Linked DNA regions of Sus scrofa: region 1 is linked to region 2. Evidence: chromatin contacts called from public Hi-C data. All regions are on one chromosome and are shown on one strand. Each heading gives the region's core, a stretch centred on a gene start, on an enhancer-like site or on the middle of the called end of the contact. The rest is flanking DNA. Distances are from core to core; before and after follow the strand shown. Region 1 overlaps C10H9orf3 (aminopeptidase O). Region 2 overlaps C10H9orf3 (aminopeptidase O).

The links. A called contact is a pair of places that touch in the nucleus more often than the background predicts.
Region 1: a contact with region 2 is called in a Hi-C map of liver, with 2.6 times the contacts expected there. The contact joins two enhancer-like sites. A contact is called at or near these places in 1 of 5 promoter capture datasets (liver), 8 of 47 Hi-C or Micro-C datasets (embryonic fibroblasts, heart right ventricle, liver and 2 more) and 2 of 2 datasets of contacts at active chromatin or transcription factors (alveolar macrophages and skeletal muscle).

Annotation. Positions count from the first base shown.
Region 1 is chr10:27,352,458-27,355,970 of Sscrofa11.1, forward strand. The region is part of intron 5 of C10H9orf3 (aminopeptidase O); the gene reads right to left. Among named protein-coding and RNA genes, the nearest start is that of C10H9orf3, 120 kb to the right of the region's middle. Within about 2 kb of position 2,019, at least 16 of the 83 cell types and tissues checked have an H3K27ac peak or open chromatin away from gene starts, as enhancers often do. A contact at or near this core is called in liver and skeletal muscle, where this site is marked.
Region 2 is chr10:27,156,669-27,160,266 of Sscrofa11.1, forward strand. C10H9orf3 (aminopeptidase O) reads right to left here. Exons shown (of 19, transcript XR_002336299.1): 14 at 3,426-3,500. Among named protein-coding and RNA genes, the nearest start is that of MIR23B, 78 kb to the left of the region's middle. Within about 2 kb of position 2,308, at least 23 of the 83 cell types and tissues checked have an H3K27ac peak or open chromatin away from gene starts, as enhancers often do. A contact at or near this core is called in liver and skeletal muscle, where this site is marked.

The DNA of each region.
Region 1 (3,513 bases), core at 769-3,268, 200 kb after region 2:
TTCTCCCTCCATTTAGGGAATGAACAGCAAAAGAAATCTAGGTGCAAGAGGAGAACAGGTTCTCTCTGGGGCCAGTCAGCACCTGCCAGGTGGCCAGAGTGAGTAGGGAGTATTCACACAGATGTTTTGTGGGTGTTTTTATGGAAGAGAGAAGAATTTTGTTAGTAAGAACAGCTGCAGCCAGCTGCTCAAGGAAACTCTGCCCAGTGCCCTGGCATCATGGGTACGGCTTCTTTTGTAAAGTGCATCCATTTAGGAATGGTGGAATAGTTTCTTACTTCTCTTTCCAGAGATATATCATGTTTCTCATCTAAAACATTTCTTCGTCAATAGGCTTTTGGAAGAATGATTTCCACAACTGCAGTCTGGTATGTGGTTAGACAACGACCTCACTTCTTTGGATCTCCAAATAAGGCCACAGAAAGTCTTACGTTTTTCATGTTGAAAAACAGAAAACAGGAGTTTGGGGTTAATAGATGCAAACTATTGCATATGGAGTGGATTAACAATGAGATCCTGCTGTGTAGCACAGGGAACTGTATCTAGTCACTTGTGATGGAACATGATGGAGGATAATGTGAGAAAAAGAATGTATGTATTTGTATAACTGGGTCACTTTGCTGTACAGCAGAAATTGACAGAACATGGTAAATCAACTATAATAGAAAAAATAAAAATCTTAAAAAAATAGAAATCAGTGATATTCAGATATTTGATAATAATACAAGAGCTTTCAATATATAAAGTAGTGACTGTTTTACTTGAGTTATACAGGAATCATATATTATATATGTGTGTGTGTGTGTGTGTGTGTGTGTGTATAATCATTCATTAGCAATCTAGGTAATCCTAATTCAAGTTTCCTTGCATTGGAGTTCCCATCGTGGCGCAGCAGAAACAAACCCGACTAGGAACCCTGAGGTTGCAGGTTCGATCCCTGGCCTCGCTCAGTGGGTTAACCTATGCATTGCCGGGCACTGTGACATAGGTTGCAGACGTGGCTCAGATTTGGTGTTGCTGTGGCTATGGCATAGGCTGGAAGCTGTATCTCTGATTAGACCCCTAGCCTGGGACCCTCCATATGGCACAGGTGTGGCCGTAAAAAAGCAAAAAAAAAAAAGTTTCCTTGTATTATCCTTGAAACAAACAAATGCTCAAGAGTCTAAACCCTCTAAAGGTCTACTTTATCTTCCAAATTTCTTGAATTGCTTTTTTTTTGTCTCCAGGGTTCTGAAACATTCTGATACTGCTATTTTGTTCAAAGTTCTAATCCTGGCATTGAACACAATGTCTGGCACACATATTTGTTGAATTAAGGAATAAAAATCTGGGAGAAGTAGATATCCACACCCAAAAGGATGAAGTTCTCATACGATAAACAAAAATCAGCTCAAATGGATTTAAGGCCTAAATGAAAGAGCTAAAAGTGTAAAACTCTTAGAAAACATAGGTATAAATCTTCATGACCTTGGATCAGGCAATTCTTACATATGACCCCAAAAGCAAAAGCAACCGAAGGGAAAAAACAGATAAAGTAGACTTCATCAAAAATTAAAAACTCTTGTGCTTTGAAGGCCACTATCAGGAAAGTGAAAAGAAAATGCACAGAAGAGGAAGCATAAACATCTCTCATAGTATCTGCTCCATACTTCCTATAGAAATATTTCCCTGTACCAACTCCAGAACTGCTGCTCCGCATCTTTCTTTTTCCTGCTGTCTCTGATCCTTTCTTTCTCACGTCTCATCTTTTTTCTTTTCTTTTTGTTCCCACTCTGTTTCTCCTTTTTCTTACTTTGTGCCTAAGGCATGTGATTTCAATTTTTATTTTAACAAACAGGATTCTGTTGTTTTGTTTTGTTTTCAATATCACCAGGGAATTTGTTTGAGCGTTAAAGAGCCTGGGTACCACAGAGTCTTTACCACACTGCCAGTTGCTTGCTTCTGTATACTTACCCAAGGCTCTCGAACAGACGTACACAACAAAGTAGGCCTTTGATCCTGAAAACCTAGGGATCCCACTGGGACGAGGATAAATATTTATCTCTATTTGCTTTTTTCTGTTGGGGCCTGGTTTCTGGCTTGCTCAATGTCCTATTTGGCCAAAGACCAGCCAGGTCAGGAAAAGATCACTCGGCAGTTCCAGCCTTGAAAACATGCGGGAAGAACCTCCAAATAGTTCCCATATGAATTTTAAAAGGGTCATCTGAGTACACTATGAGTATAAGGAAATATGTAGGGAGAAAAGACATTATTTGCCCGCAAGCTAAGTTAGAGGAGAAAACCAAATATAGCCTATTCTCTTATGAATTTCTGCTCATACTCATACCTAAGTAAAGACAAGAAACATTCTAGAATGTTCTAGAAGGGCTGAAATAGTTCTCTGATGGCTGCAATGGAGGAAGAAGTAAAGGATTTGAGGTCACGCAGGCTGTGGTTTTCAAATCCCAATGTTGCTACCCATGAGCTAAGCCTCACTTTCCGAAATTAGAAAAACCAAAATAATAATAATAAAAAAACCCCTATTTTACAGAGTTGTGGAAAGGATTTATGGATATTCATGTACGTAAAAAATAGGGCACAGTAGCAATTCAATTTTGGTAGAAATGCTAGATGTGTCCCACTCTCTACTAATGGCTCTGGTTCCAGAGCTTCAGGTTACTGTGTTCCTTGATCCAAAGCTGGAAACCACAGAAAGATGAGCTGTTCTCTGACTCTAAAACAGAGACCTGTGGAAACGGGCATGTACTCATCTCACCCATAAACCAATCTCATTGTTCATGGATAGGCAAGATCTATCAAAACTCAGTTGTTAGCTCTGCGGACATCCTGTGTGTAGCGAAGGGACATCAAGGGAATTTCCTAAGCCACTGCTTCTGCAAAGATAAAGAATGGCTTCTGCAGGCAGGAGCCTGTAGCCCCTAATGCTGCCACCGCCATCTCTATCCATCACCAGTTACTTCCCCCATTTCCACCACTGGTGCCACCACAGCCATGGCCACTTCCACTACTAACATTATCAGCACCATCATCATGACCGATGCTACCTCTTCACCTTCCCCCATCACAACCACCCTACCATCATGATCATCACAGGGCATTTAGCAAGAGGCTGGATGCTAAGCAAAGAGTGGCTAGGAGTTCCTGTTGTAGCTCAGCGGGTTAAGAAGCCAACTAATATCCATGAGGATGAGAGTTTGATTCCTCGCCTTGCTCAGTGGGTTAAGGGTCCGGTGTTGCCGTGAGCTGTGGTATAAGGTCGCAGAAATACTCAGATCCCACGTTGCTGTGGCTGTGGGGTAGGCCATTGGTGCAGCTCCGATTCGACGAACAGCCTGGGAACGTCCATATGCCACGAGTTTGGCCCTAAAAAAAGAAGAAGAAAAAGAGTGGCTAAAAGTAAACCGGCCTAACATGAAGGCTTAAAAGTGGGTCTATTTGGAGAGCTTTTCAATTGCCCGGACAAACTGCCACATCTACCTCTCCTTATGTACAAAACGGGCCCCACCTAAAGCT
Region 2 (3,598 bases), core at 1,058-3,557:
TAATTTGTATTTATCTTTGAATTGCTCACAGATAAAAGCAGAAAAAAAAAGTGTTTTGCCAAAACCAAGAGCCATTTATTAGAATCTGTTAACATTATTTTTAAAAACACACATTGTACGATTCAGTGTCGCAATCACCATTCTTTAACCCTCCCCTTAAGGAGCAGGCTGATCCATTTACCCAAACTGTTCTTTGTATAGCCTTTCTGTGCACAGATTATTCAACTAAAGGAACCAAAATAGTGAAAAAGGAAGAATATCAGAATGTAAGGAGAAAAATATCTGAGGACCACAAGAAAAAAAAAAAAAGTTCTGAGTTTTGTAATTTAAAATGAAGAAAAACCAGAAACAATATAAAGGGACTCAGTTATACCAGTGGAAAGAGCACTACGACATAAAGCGGAGATAAATGTCACCGAAGAGAGGACAAGATGCAGCGGAAAGAATGCTGCACCTTCAGAAAGACAAGAAACAAAAACCTGTAAGACGGCATAGAAAGACAACAGAGCTGGTGGGTGGGAATGACACGACACAGCAGTACAGGCCAGGAAAAGCCAGGAGAGCATCTGAAAGCACTTTTCTGGGGGGGTACCTCGCACTCCCTCAGTTGACTTTATTTCCTTACTCGTTTTTAACCCACAGCTGAGCCCAGGATAAGTTTGTTTTGCTTCTCCTGAGTTCACTGAAAAACTCAACTAGTATTTGAAGTTACACCTGACTCTGCCTCCCACTTAGTGCCTTCGGGGTTTTAAGAGGGGGTCAATACTGATTCCTGCATTATTCCATTCTTTAACGTTTAATTCTTCACTTAATGCCCGTCTCCAGACCCTGGCCTTGCCCCAATGCTCTGTTTTCTTTCCTCGGGCAGGTCAGAAGACTGCTTTCCACGGGTCGGTAAAAATCAGAGGAAAAATGTCATGAGCCCAGCACAGCTAAATTCAGACTAGTTATCCTCCAAGTTTGCCCATCTGGGCTGAATCCTGTTTGAGGCCTGAAGATGCAAACAGAGACTTGGGGGATGGAAGAAAGGGCAGAGGGATGAGAGACAGGGGCAAAGATGACAAATGACACAAATAAAAGCAATGGCTAGATTGAAAATGTACCACCTACCAGAAACAACTAAAACTCATCTTCTCATTTTGCAGTTCCATAAAATGAATCAAGGCAGAAAATAGCACACTTTTACTTTAATGTTGCAGAAAATCAGTGGATGCATGAAAAAGGAGAAATTGACGACTTGGCTCCTACTTGTGGCATGGCAAACATTAAAAAGAAAAAAAAACATACTTGCTAAAGCCAACAGTAAGTTAACTATCCAGATTCCTTCGAATAACAGTTTCAAACCCCAGCAAAAGGTCAACAAATGACCGAGGTCTGAAGTCTCATTACCACAGAATTCGATCTGCATTTTGGAAGAGACATGCCACTCGGGCAGAGGACACACCTCAGCTACCAGCTGCCTGACAGCTTCTGTGCTTTCAGAACTTGTTCTAATGCCCTTGGCCGCTGATCACACCCCCTTTCTCCCTGCTCTTGAAAACGGGGTCGCATGTTTTGCCTCAGTGAGCGCCAACCCCTCTCCTAGGCATGGCAGACGCCACACGGGTGGGGGGGGGTGGGCTCAGCTGCTGGGCAGAAGCAGGAGGAGAGATTGGAGACACTGATAATTAACACTCTGGGACAATTTTGAAATGCCCCATCTTTTTGCCCTCCCCGCCTCCACGCTAGTGAGCTTTAAGCTTCATCCCCCGATGCTGTTCTCAACCTACTTCGTTTTCATGGCCTCTCTAAAACTACTGCTGCCAGTTTCGGAGGAAATTTAAAAGTGCATCCTCACCGTAAAGCTCTAACACAACAGCCTCTCTCAAGGACAAAAGGCTCAGTGAAGAACTCCAGTTTTCCTAGAAGGCAAAATCCTCAGTCCATACCTACCCTTCTCCGTCTCAGGAGGCCCTGGTCAGGGCGTGGGTGTCACAGACATGCTTACTTCAAGTTCTGGTAGTGATGGTACCTGGTAATCCACAAAGACAAGGACTTCCCCTTCTTTTAGGCATGATACGTGGTATGCTTGGGTCATCTTATTTTTTTGCATTAAAAAAATAACGGCTCAGAAAAAAAAATTTTAAATACTAAACAAGCTGTGATTCTTTTTCCTTTTTCAGATATTTTCTGGTCTCATCTATCACCTCGCAAACATTTTTAAAAACACCTAGACCATGAAAGTTAAACAAATACAACCTACCACAGCACGCTGAGATACGGTCGGGAACACTCGAGCCCGTTCAGAATGACAACTTTTTCTATTACTGTTTAACCGGAGTGACATGTAGGACTCTTTGTTTAAAAAGGGAAAGGCTTTTCACACATTGGATGTCTCCTTACAAATGACGAGCCACCTAGGCCATTACTTTTTCCCATTCTCTCAGAAGCTGCCCTTGGTATCCTTAAACGCACTCTGAAACTGTGGTATCACCTTCGTTAGGATGTGCTTTGTGCACATTCTCAGACGCTGCAATGCCCATACTAAGGCAACACATCCCAGAAGTTGGCAGCAATGCTATCAGCAAGAATTTGGCTTCAGAATCAGAAGTGATTCATCATACGTTCTAGCAGCAGAAAAACAACACACCGCTATTTTAATCCCTTGGTGCTTTCAAGAGGCGAAAAACAGTAAAATGATTAAATCACGAGCCACAAAAATCAGACCTGCTGTAACATTTGTAAAAACGTTATTCATTTTTAAGAGTTTCCAACGGATCACTCAGGAAACAACAGACTACTTACCTTATTTCCTAATATTTATGACAATGACAAATCAAGTTTTAACTTAATACCATTTCAGGAGACAAGGGGTGGTCCAAACTTCTGCAAAGCAGCATACTGAAATTCTAAATTTAGAAAAGCAAATTTCTCATTTGCTTTAGTATATAAAATCCCTCCCAGTGTTTCAAAAGTAATATACTTCTTTGGCCTTCCCTCTCCACTTATGAGATGACTCTAAAAGTCTAAATGAATGAGTGAGGTATTGTGTATATTACAACCCAACAGAGAAACCTGATACTGTGGGCGATTTCTTCAGAACACCCCCTCTCTGAGATATATATATAATTCCACAAATACTACTGGTCTAATATAATAATGAAACTCACTTATACTCTAATGCTCTATTTAATGAGCATGAAAGAAATCTCCATTCCGGATCATTCTCACTTCCTGAGTACATAGTGTGTTGATAATCGCTAGGATTAGCAACCAGTATGTCTATAGAACTATCCACGTAAATCTAAGGCTTACTGTAAATTTAACTAAAATTTGAAAAAAAGGCGGCGGGGGGGGGTGGAATTCTATTGTTGTAACCAAGTGCTCTGGGGCAGGCGGGGAGAGTGATCAAGAACTCCATCCTGTGCTCTTTGGGGAGCCCCTACCTTTGCAAACACTTCTTCGGTCTCCCTTCGTTTCCGTTTTCGGGGTCTCCGGTTCACTCGAACCCATTTCTCGACCTGAAGTTCGAAAACCATAGGGCATTTTAAATGCAGGACGGGTCCTGAGAGCCGCCCCTTAGCGTGAGAAAGAAACGATCGACGGCCTCGCGACGCAG